Linked DNA regions of Mus musculus: region 1 is linked to region 2. A link is a contact called in public HiChIP or PLAC-seq data. All regions are on one chromosome and are shown on one strand. Each heading gives the region's core, a stretch centred on a gene start, on an enhancer-like site or on the middle of the called end of the contact. The rest is flanking DNA. Distances are from core to core; before and after follow the strand shown.

Region 1 (6,334 bases), core at 3,486-5,985, 3.0 Mb before region 2:
TCTTCAGACTGTGATAAAGCAGAAGACAAGAAGAAATATGTTGGGCATCTTCCTAAAATCACAGGTCAGAACTTAATAGTAAAGATAGCATGACTGGGGTTATAGTTTTTCATAAGTGTGCAGAAATTCAACTATTTAGTTGATAAAAGAAGTAAATTGATTTCTATTATAGAAGTTTTATTACTAATTGCAGACTGTAACATTTCCTATTTTTACATTTTATCTATCTTTTATTACTATTATTATTATTATTTTAGTTTTTGAGATTTGAATATAACCATGTAGTTCTCCCCTTCCCCTTTCTTCCTCCAAGTCCTTCTATACAATTGTCCACTCACAATTAGCTTCTGGCTTGACTGAGCTCAGAAGCATTTACCATTTTTTGGGGGGGAGGGCAAGGATTTGATAAAACTATTATATCATAAATCATACTCAAAGCTATAACACCTGCAAGTGTGCGCAGTAAATAATATAAGCACCACTTTCTTAGACTTTAGAAAACCCCAAAGGCTTACAAATGTACACAAGTGATTGCATATACAGTTCATGCCATTATTAGCATCCATTTAAAAGATGGATCTCATGAATAAATTACCCAATTAACAACGTTATCGGAATAGCTGGTAAGGAAATGAAAGAGTTTGGAGCAGCATAGGCACTAAAGACCATTAAGCATGTTTTGTAGTGGTATACTTGCTCTCTTATCTGAGTAGCCTTCCTCTTTTTTTACAACCATGTATACTTTATTCATGTATATTGCTAAGATTTTAATAATTAGGAAAAAATTAATAACTTAGGTGACTCAATTATATTAAAGTTATTATTTTATAAACTATTAATGTTATATGGACATTCAGCTTAAAATATTTAATGAAAATACAAATGTCTTTAACTTAAGGAATTGTCCAGAAATGTACTACATTGGCCTTATTTGGCAAATCTTTAAGTTTAAGATCAAAGAAGATAGTATATTCTATTCCACTTTACTTTTCCATTTTTACTGTAAATATTCACCACAAATAAAACAAATTTCTAGATTAAATACCTTTCAATTTTAAGAGAAAGTTTAAGGTAGAACGAGAACTTTCTCAGCACCATTGGAAAAGCTCCGCTGTACCATTGTATTGCCTGGTACGGCACAGATTTTACACTGGTTCCAAACTCTCACAGCAAGGGACTTTATGTCCACTTAACTATTACCTTCAATATAATATTTTTAAATTAATTTAAAACGCTTCACCTTGAATCTGATGTTAGCAGTTATTTCTTAAAGTGTAAAGTTAATGGTCATGCAAATTAGGTAATGATGGCCCCAAAGTGCAGTAATAAAATCCCCATAGAAACCGGTTATTTCAGCTTAAACTTCACTATGCAATCATTGAAGCATAGTGGTATCTGGAGTGAGATTCTTCAGGTATTAATTTCTTCTCATGTCGAATTAACTAAGATCTCCATTGATTAAAAGATGGGAATTCAAATGCCAATGATTCATAGCATTTAGGGCCCATCCAGACATTTTTAGATAATACCGTTTGCTTAAAGACTCCAGGCACAAACTGCAGGCATGGGGACAGATTGCATAAGATGTCACGTGTTTGCTGCAACTGTATGCATGTTATTGGATTTTTTTAAAGCAATACACAATGATGAATAATTTAAGAGTTAATAAAATATTCAATCTGACTGATCCATTGGTTTAATTTTAAAATAAAGACAGCCAATAAGTGGGCTTACCTATCGTTATCCAATTCCAGGCATGAGTGCCTGTAAATTGGGGTCCACACAAAGGAAAACACTAATTTCTCTTCGACATTTGATAAATCAAAGATACACGATGGGGGAGGGGTATGAAAAAAAGCAGAGTAAAATTCTATGTTAACACCAGTTTCAGTAAGTTTCCCAAAGTTTAATTGTTTGAACTATCAAGCAAACTCGGATCTGCTTTCTGCAGAGGTCCGGGAGGAGAAAATTAGAGAGGCACAAGTTTAACAGAAAAAAAAAAAAAAAAAAAAAAAAAAAAAAAAAAAAAAAAAAAAAAAAAAAAAGCTTATGCAAATCGGTCCGTTTCTTTCTCAGAAGCTGCCGCCCTCCACCCGCAGGGTGGCTTACAAAGGATCAGTCTGAAGGATGGAGGGGGTAGGCTTCCCGAGCTTTGTCTCTAGCAGCACACTGGAAAGCCCTGGCAACATCGCTATCGTCCACTTGACTGGTGGCAAAGATGCCTCGGCGTGGGCATCATTAAGAGCTCAGAGCAGCTGCAATTTTTTTTTTTTTTCCTTCCCAAACTCTAGCTAGGAGAAGTCTTCTGGCAAGCTCAGTCACTCAATAGGTCCTCTAGCTTTCCAGTCACCATTGGTAAGGGTCACTTAGTGGCAGAGGAGTTGCCTAGTAGGTGCTTGTGAGTGCACCCACGAGCGCGTGTGTGTGTGTGTGTGTGTGTGTGTGTGTTTGTGTGTGTGCGTGTGCGTGCGCGCGCGCTCGCGAGTGTATGTGTGTGTTCCTATTTGGGGTGGGAACAGAGGCGGGGATAGGAGGAGAGGGGAGTGCCTGTGGTTCTTACAGTTCCCTACCAGCTAAGGCATCAAAGTGCAGAGGGAATTCAGACAAGAAATTTAAAAAAAAAAAAAAAAAAAAAAAAAAAACCAGGAAATATCAGCTTTGGAAGCCTGTTCTTTCCTTACCACTGGAGTCTAGGCGACCCACTCCGAAAACATTTCCATATGCTAACCTTCACTGGAGTGGCTGCCTCAGCGAGGCAACTATCAGAGCAGGTTTGGAATAGATCCCACACACCTACACCCCTGGAAAAACAGTCACATCCTGGGGAGCTGAGAAGACCAGAACTACCCACCACTTGAGTCCCAAAGAGATTGGCATCTGGCTGCAACACAGGTTTCTGAAGGATAGTCCCCAACAGTCCATCCCTCCGAAGCGCATACATAGGTAGTGCATAGGTGTAGCGTAGAGTATCCATGCAATGCCTAGTCTAATCTCAAATGGATTCGAGTCAAAGCATTTTTTTTTAATTCCAAATACTTCTAGAGCCACAACGTTTCAAATCCTTGTAGCTTATCAGCTCTCTACTTACTGCTATCTGTGGAGGATTCTAGTAAATCTCTCTCAGAAGGGCCTTCTGTACTCACAAACGCAGAAAGGGCACAGCCACCCAATATCTGGAAACCCCTTCTCTCTCTTTGGCTTCCTGGCTCCAATTCAGTACCCGCTGATATGCAGACAAAGGTTTCTGACCAGGTTTTATATTGACAAAGCCTAATCTCTCAAAAGGACCTGAAAGTCACCTAAACAACTCACCCGGAGACTCACTGATTTTAAAATTTTAGGTTTTGTTTTGTATGCTAGTTTCCTATTTACATGCAAACCATGAAAGGCACAGGTAGACAAATCTGAACAACTTTTTGGCTCCTGGGCCAGGGACGCATGAAGGTTGGTTTGCACATCACAGCCATCTATTACCAAGAGTTAAGGTCTTACCCAGAGGGAGTACAAAATAATGCTCAAGCCCCCTGGGGTTGGAGGAGAAGAGAGTTGTTTGAGCTGTTGTAATTGAAGTCACGCGCCCAAGAGGAGGGTTGGGGAGAAAGCTAGCGACTTAGTAGACCTCTCTCTTTCTCATTGGCAGTATGAACTCTCAATATCGGGTCCAGGTTGACAGACCCCTTAGCCCCCACCCCCACCCCCACCCCTGTCCCTGCACCAGAGCACTGCATCCAGCTTACCGCCCGGTGGTTATCCAGGCTATTCTAGCACCTACTAGATGATGGCCCAGCACACTTAGCTCTGTCAGGTCTCTATCACAACCTCACAACCCTGTCCGCTGTCATCGGCCAAGAACATTGATATTTGCTAGTCAGGGGTCGCGCAGGGAATCACTAGCAAAAAAAAAGCCTAGGAAGACAACCCCTTCACACCCCCTCAATCTTCTTATTTTCTAGATCGCACCCTCTTCCCAGGCTCAGCCTGGGGCACTCCACACGGACTTTGCTAGCACTTTGGCAGGGTATCCAGGGAGCATCGCCTCTTTCGTAGCGCTCCTCACGCCGTGCACGCACTGAGGACCCACTGTGGCCCCTTGAGCGGCATTTCCAAAGGTGCTCCCCGCCCGTCCCTCATCCAGGGACCCCTGCCCAGCCACCTCACCTTTGCCGAACTGGGGCACCCCGAGGCTGAGTCCAACCAAAAGCCAGGCTGCTACCAAGTGCTTCATGATCCCTTCTCACGGACGTGACCTGGGCTGGTCCGGGGTCGTAGCGGAGGGCACAGTAGGCGAGGCGGCCCTGCAGGACAGCAGTAAACCCCGCCCTGTCAGAGATTCAAGAGGACGTCTTTCCTCCCGCAGCGCTTCCTCAAATTCTTGGGAAGGGCGATAAAAGAGTGGTGGCCCTAGAGAAAGGGTGATTCACCCCTCACTCCAGCTTCGCCTGAGCTGGGGTGCGCGGAGGTGGGTGCGCTTGAGAGAGGCTGGGGCTGCGAGTGGGTCCTAGCAGAGGCACAGCGGGCGGAGCGCGGGCTCCTTGGGTTCCTGGCTCCCCGATTTCCGTGCGCGCACCGCAGGCGAAGCGGCCAGCAGTGACTACGGCTCACGCTGCTGCCGCGGCGGCTGCGGGGGCTTCTGACTTGGAGAACAATGAAGCGAGAGCTGGAGGGGAGCGAGCCTGAGGCCAGGAGCGCACTGTGTACAAACAGTGGCGGCGCGCGTGTGAGACTGAGCCTAGCTGGCTTTGGGCGCCCCCGGCGGCCCGCCCCCCTACCCTCCCTCTTCTTATTGCCTTCTCCAATCTCTCTCTCTCTCTCTCTCTCTCTCTCTCTCTCTCTCTCTCTCTCTCTCTCTCTCTCTCTCTCTCTCTCTCCCTCCTTCCCTCTCTCTTCCTCTCCCCCCCATTCTCTCTCTCTCCCCCAGCTTTGGAAGGTGGCTCCTTCTGCTGGAAGAGAAAGGGAGGCAGCCGCAGCCACACCCTGACTGATACCTGCCACTATCTGCTAAGTTCCACATCTTCTCCACCTAAGATGCAAACTCTAAGGTTAAGGGAATACGATAGATGTCCGAAAGTGTTGGTTCCAGGTTTGGTTTTATGGTTAAGTGTACAAAAGAGTCCACTGAACTTCAGGACTGCCAGGAAAGGAAGTTAAGAGATTTCACAAAGTGGCTCTAGGAGCCTCAAGCTTGGTGAGACCCAAGACTGCTAAAAGAAGTCTCAGTTTCTCAGGAGTCACGATTTAGTCAGGAGCCAGACAGGCAAGACAGGCTGCTGCTCTGTTGTTCTGCCTGCAAATCAGTTTGCTCAGGGCTGAAGAGAAAGGTTGTGGGCTCATCTGCTCTCAGTGGAGAAAGGGCATAAGCAAGTGGGAGGCATGTAAGCAGGACATCTGTTTCACATGAAGGAAGTCATAGAAAAACAGAGGAAAGAGCAGATTCTTGACACATCACTCAGGTGGATCAAATTTCGCTGTTCTTCACCAAAACTAAAATAAATGGGCTTATTTTGCACTGAAAGTGATTGAACTGAAAATAAAGCCTCTGGCTTACAATTGTACTTTCTCCCCTGTTTTTCAGTTAGAATGATTGCTTACTGTAGATTCAATTCCTGTGGTACCAAGTACCAAAATGAAACAGGGTTCTCTGCCCTCCCCGAGTCACCATTAGGAAGGGAGATAGGAGGATATAAACACATGCGTAGAGAAACTGAAGAAATGAAGAAAATTGTCACTCTCAGGATTAGATGCTGAAAGGAGACAACCATGAAACTTCTTTATTTCTTCCTCAAGTCCTTGGAACCTCATCTTGTACCATCTCTCTGTCTGGAGTGATATCAAGGGTGGGAGGACATGCAAACCAATTGAGAAATAAAACCAAATGAGGGCAAGAGAGAGAAGTAATGTGTAATATGGGCAAAACACCAACCACAATAAAACATGTTTCCCATGCTGAGTGAGAGGGTGACAATACATGTTTAAAAAACTAACCAGAGCTCCCAGGGATTAAACCATCAACCAAAGAATACACATGGAGGGACCCATGACTCCAGCCATATATGTGGCAGAGAAGGGCCTTGTTAGGTATCAATGCGAGGAGAAGCCCTTGGTCCTGTGAAAGCTCAATGCCCCCAGTGTAGGGGAATGCTAGAATGGTGAGGCAGGAGTTGGTGGGTGGTTGGGTGGGGGAGCCAGAAGGGCTGGGGGACCGAATATGGGGTTTTCAGGAAGGAAACTGGGAAGGGAGATAACATTTGAAATGTAAAGAAATAAAATAACAACAACAAAAAACAACCAAAAAAAAAAAAAAAAAAGGAAAAAAATTGTCTTGTCAAGGAAAGGA
Region 2 (5,989 bases), core at 1,579-4,078:
CCAGGAAAGTGGGTAACATTTGAAATGTAAATAAAAAAAATTTCTCTAATAAAAAAAGTTTAGCCAGATGTCACTATGGTCTCTGGATAATATGACATATCATTGTAGATTCATGATTGTTCCATTCTGATGGATATTGACAGTGGGTGATTCTAAGATTCTATGGCAGAAAGGGATATATGGGAAATATTCATATTCCTTTCAGTTTTGTTGTGAGCTTGAAGATACTCATTTTAGGTGTTGGGCAGATGATAAAGTATATGAAGTGTAAGCATAATGATCTGACTTTTATTTGTATGTGAATAAAATATATTCATATGAATATAAATACATGATGCTGCTGTTTTATATCTAGTAACCTTAATAATTTGATATAATTTCAGAAACAATTTTTTGTCTTTCAAAAATCCAATAAATATCAGATAAACATTATTCTTTTAAAGTTAAAATGGCATTTTTCTATTAGGTAGGGAATAGCATTATCAGAAAATTTCTATTTCTGTTTAATAGAGACAATATTAAGAACTACTACATTCACTATTATAAATAAGTCTGCTATGAACATAGTGGAGCACTTGTCTTTATTACCAGTTGGAACATGTTCTGGGTATATGCCCAGGAGAGGTATTGCTGGATCTTCCAGTAGTACTATGTCCATTTTCTGAGGAATCGCTAGACTGATTGCCAGAGTGGTTGTACAAGCTTGCAATCCCACCAGCAATATAGGAGTGTTCCTCTTTCTCCACATCCACGCCAGCATCTGCTGTCACCTGAATTTTTGATCTTAGCCATTCTGACTGGTGTGAGATGGAATCTCAGGGTTGTTTTGATTTTCATTTCCCTGATGATTAGGGATGATGAACATTTTTTCAAGTGCTTCTCAGCCCTTTGGTATTCCTCAGTTGAGAATTCTTTGTTTAGATCTGTACCCCAATTTTTAATGGTGTTATTTGTATTTCTGGGGTTCATCTTCTTGAGCTTTTTGTATATATTGGATATTAGTCTTCTGTCAGATTTGGGTTTGGTAAAAATCCTTTCCCAATCTTTTGGTGGCCTTTTTGTCTTATTGACAGTATCTTTTGCCCTACAGAAGCTTTGCAATTTTATGAGGAACCATTTGTCAATTCTTGATCTTACAGCACAAGCCATTGCAGTTCTGTTCACAAAGTTTTCCCCTGTGCCCATATCTTCAAGGCTTTTTCCCACTTTCTCCTCTATAAAATTCAGTGTCTCTGGTCTTATGTGGAGGTCTTTGATCCACTTAGACTTGAGCTTTGTACAAGGAGATAAGAATGGATCAATTCACATTCTTCTACAATATCATAGTTTTCGACACACACCTGATCTTTTTCCTTTTGTAACTGACAATTCTCTTTGGAAAATGTCCGTACTACCACCTATGTATATGCCTCAAAGTAAGTTTATCTTTTGAAAACATTTATCTGGGCACATAAAAGGAGATGAATCTTCTTTAAAATGTAAATGAGTGGAGACACCATATACCACATCTACCAAACTTATTCATCTTATTAATCTGAACCTGTGTGTCTATTAGTTAATAGCAATTTACAGACCTAGAAACTGCAATGTTAGTATTAAGTTTTACGGATATTACTTTAGATGCAACTGAAATTCTGTCATTCATTCTTTTCTTTTTTACTGTTATTATTTTCTCATATATTACATCCCAACCACATTTTCCCTTCCCTCCTTCTACACCCAACTACATCCATCCTTTGCTCTTCCTTCCTCACCAGACAGCCCTCCTCTTTGTCCCCTCAGAAAAGTTCAAGCCTCCTGGGAACATCAAGCAAACTTGGAATATCAAATTCCAATAAAATTAAGCACCTCCTCTCATATTAAGGATGGATAAGGCAATCCGGTAGGAAGACATGACTCCTAAAAGCCAGCAAAAGCATCAGAAGCAGCTCCTTTAATAAAAGCGCTTTCCTTGCTTTATTTTTTTCTTACTAATTTGTGATTCAATGATTTTTTTCATCCTCCTGGTGACCAATATCCTATAGCATTCATTTATAAAATTAAATTTAATGTTCTAACAGGGAAAGGGAGTCAATTGGTTTTACAAATTTATCTTTCCCTCATGTAACAGAAAAATAATCACTAGCTGTGTTTATAGATTAAACAATTTTTTAATTTAGATAGTTATCAAGGAAAATGTTTAAATTATGATTTTATGTTCAAAAACAAGCAATCTATTGTCTTAAAAACTGATTAAAAAAGAAAGAAAAATGAAATTCTGAGATTCAAAAACAAGTAAACCATTTGGTTTTCAATAATGAGTGGCATTGAGCAACTTATTTACTTGTGTTTAAGCATTTAAGCACATATCTGAAGCACATTTGTTTCAGATGAGTCTACCTGGATTTAATTTGGTATGTAACTTTATGCTGAGTACTGCAAAGGGAAGAAGTCTAGCATTATTCTTGTTAGTCAGTACTGAGTAATTCTTTCTGCTATTGCTGTTACCAAATAGTTTATATATGGAGCACTCAAAGAAGATTTATTTTTCATCTGGAGTTTAGAGAAATATACAATAGAACAACAAATGACAAATGCCATAATTACTTAGGGGTATTATCATTCCTGCTGTGACAGATCAAATCTGGAAGCTTAAAATAAACTAAGCAAGCATTCAGTCTACTAAAAAGCATGAACCAAGTAATTGCTTACTTCTTTCAGAGTTCAGTGGAAAGTCAACTGTTAGCAAAGTGATTTCAGTTTTGTCACTGAACAATAAATGTGCTCAACAGATCTTGACTGGTTGTCTGTTATTCTTTTCTGTGTCACTCAGCATAAAACAACGATCAGCTTCACGAGGGGCAGTGGGTTGGGGGCAGTGAGGTGGCATGTTGCAAAGATAACTTTTCTATCACTAGTTTACGATGGCATTAGAGTTAAAAAGTTCTAGACATACAAACTCCATTTTCAAGTTAATGCTTTCTCCTCTTCGTCACATTAATAATAAAATAGGGATCATGTTTTTGTCATTTATCTCATTAGTTGTTTCCATGTATCAAAGAACAATAAATCACAATTGTGAATGTTATAGTTTTATGCTCTGAAACTAACTGAGGAGAGCCACAAGGAGCAAGGGTCTAATATCCATTTAAATTTGTACTATGTGTCAAGAATGTGCTTGACATGAGTGAAGAAACCATTTTATAGCACTCCTAGTTCCATGAATTTCTGAAGGGAACAGCAATTTCATTGCAAAATCAGATGGCATCTAATCAAGTTCTGCTGCCATGGTACTTGTGATAGATATGGTTGGCTCTGGTACTCTTCAGCTGCATGCACAGTGAAAATTGCTGACATAAGAGACTCCACAACAAGAAAGAAAAAACTGTTGTCTCGTGTTCTATTATAGTTAGACAAGTGCAGACAAGCTGAAAAGGCTTCCTCCATTCATAGCATCTAGGTTGATTTTATACAACATAAATTACCATGTCCTTCTCACCAGAAAAATACTACTACTTTTCTTATGGAATAATTATGAAAAGAAAAAGATTAAATATATACAGTAGAGACTGTAAGAGAAGGAGAATAGGAATCAGCTTTAAAATAATAGGGTTCCATTGAAATATATTAACTTCCTAAGAAACATTATAAAATAGTATTTTAGGAAAATGAGATAGGAATAGAAATATATCATGTCTGAAACTAAAATAATGAAGTTTACCCTTTTATGCTTTCTCCTCTTCATCTCATAAATAATAAAATAGGGATTATATTATGAAGACTCTACATAAAACCTTAGTGGGCATTAATGGTATATTAATAAGTGGCCACTTTCATAGAATTCTGCAGATATTTATCGGTGATTTCCAAATTTCAAGGTATATAAATAAATGAGAACTTGAACATTTATGGAAACCTTTTATAAATGCTCAAAGTATTTTTGAAGAAATTCATTTATACCAAATGTATTGCTCACCAAATATAGGCAGGTTCTAACTCCTTAAGAGTGCTGCTTCTAATGAGTTTGATGGGTTCTCAGAAAACTATGAATAGCTCTATCTCAAGTCCTAGCTTGACTAGAGCATATACCCAAAAGATACTCCAACATCCCACAAAGACATTGGCTTAATTATGTTCATAACAGTTTTAGCCAGAATAACCAGAAACTGGAAACAACCTAGATGTCCCTCAACTAAACAATGGATAAGGAAATTTTACACAACAGAATATTATTTCACTACAGAGAAACAAACACATCATGATTTTTTTTCAGGCAAACGGATGGAACTTGAGAATATTGAATTAACCCAGTCCCCAAATGACATTTTATGGTATGTACGTTTAAGTGGGTTTTAGCCATAAAATACATGATAACCATTCTATATTCCACAGACACATAGAAACTAGACAAGAAGTAAGGCACTAGCAAGGATAAGAGACAGATAAAGCAAGGACACTAGGTGAGAGAGATGTAGATGGGAATGAGGAATTCAGGATCAGGTATGGGGAAGAACAGGAGAGATTGCCAGATGGCCATGAAAATGAATGGAAGTCTGTAAGTGACAGGGTAGGGAGTGGGGGTATATCCAGGAAAAGACAGAGACCAGCAAAAGGAAGCACCAAAGAGCCAATGGTCATGACCTTAGCTATGACTCACAACCTTGGAGACCTGGAATCAGAAGAGGCCACTTTCTGTAGCCAGGCAGGAATCCCAGTGAAACAATAGGAACACCAACCCACCCACAAAACATAAGACACAAAATTTATCCTATGTACAAGAAATGCAGGGATGGGGGATGACACAGAAACAGAGGGAATGGCCAACCAATAACTAGCTCATCTAAAGACCCATCCCATAGGTAAACATCAACCCTTGACACTATTAATGATATTCTGTTATTCTTGCAAACAGGAGTCTAGCATGGCTGTCTTCTGAGAGGCTCCACCCAGCAGCTGTCTCAAATATAGAGTCCCACAGCCAAACATGGCATGGAACTTGGGGACTCTTATGGAAGAATAAGAGGAAGAATTGTGGGCCCGAAAGGGATAGGAGCTCCACATGAATACCAACAGAGTCAACTAACCTGGACCCTTGGGTTACTCAGGGACTGAACCATCAACCAAAGAACACACAAGGACTGGACCTAAGCTGCCACATATATATATGTGGCTGCTACATATATATATATATATATGTAGTAGATTGCAGCTTGGTCTTCATGTGGGTCCTGAAAAACATGAGTGGAGTTGATCCCAAAAGCTGGGATATGTTCTTCTAGGTGGGCTGCCTTGTCTGGCCTCATTGGGAGAGGACTACTTAGCCCTGAAGAAACTTGATATGCCTCTGTGTGTGTGTGTGTGTGTGTGTGTGTGTGTGTGTGTAGGGGGAATACCCAGGAGACTACATCCCACTCAGAGGAGAAGAAGTAGGGGGGATGGGGGAAAGGACTGTAAAAGGGTTTGTTTTGGAGGGAGACAGTAAGCAGGATATAAAGTGAATAAATCAGAGAGAGCGAGAGAGAGAGAGAAAGAGAGAGGGAGGGAGGGAGATGGAGATAGAGATGGAGAGGGAGAGGGAGAGGGAGAGGGAGAGGGAGAGGGAGAGGGAGAGGGAGAGGGAGAGGGAGAGGGAGAGGGAGAGGGAGAGGGAGAGGGAGAGGGAGAGGGAGAGGGAGAGGGAGAGGAAAGAGAAAAAGAGTGCTTCCCCTGAATGTCTTAACGATCTTATGATATCCAGAGATTTCTGTTCTGTGTGGAGTCATACATCTACAACAGTACATAGAAATACAAGCTAACAACTTGTAGTTACAACTTTCATTATCCAATGTTGTTTGTAATGCAATTATAATGATTAGAGAATCTATAAGCTGAAAAAATGCCCAGGGTTATCTAGAATCCTATGACCAGTGATTAGTGTTTAGTCCACAAATCTCATCTATAACATGATAGCAAAGTAGACATTATGGTTAATGAATCAAATACCCTGATTAATAGAGGATCATCATAGAAA

What was found. HiChIP or PLAC-seq counts read pairs in DNA pulled down with a chosen protein or histone mark.
Region 1: an H3K27ac HiChIP or PLAC-seq map of VIP interneurons shows a contact between it and region 2, with 24 times the contacts expected there. The contact joins the promoter of Edil3 here to the enhancer-like site in region 2. A contact is called at or near these places in 3 of 39 promoter capture datasets (cranial neural crest, frontonasal cranial neural crest and hippocampal neurons), 2 of 484 Hi-C or Micro-C datasets (cerebral cortex and cortical neurons) and 2 of 115 datasets of contacts at active chromatin or transcription factors (VIP interneurons and forebrain).

The regions. Positions count from the first base shown.
Region 1 is chr13:88,819,873-88,826,206 of GRCm38.p6, reverse strand. Edil3 (EGF-like repeats and discoidin I-like domains 3) reads right to left here and starts at 4,735. Exons shown (of 11, transcript NM_001037987.3): 1 at 4,159-4,735. The coding sequence starts at 4,225. It overlaps Gm38504 (a long non-coding RNA gene), which reads right to left and starts at 1,983. Exons shown (of 2, transcript XR_382711.3): 1 at 1,735-1,983.
Region 2 is chr13:85,816,065-85,822,053 of GRCm38.p6, reverse strand. No RefSeq gene overlaps it. Among named protein-coding and RNA genes, the nearest start is that of Gm34526, 220 kb to the left of the region's middle. Within about 2 kb of position 2,828, at least 3 of the 459 cell types and tissues checked have an H3K27ac peak or open chromatin away from gene starts, as enhancers often do. A contact at or near this core is called in VIP interneurons, where this site is marked.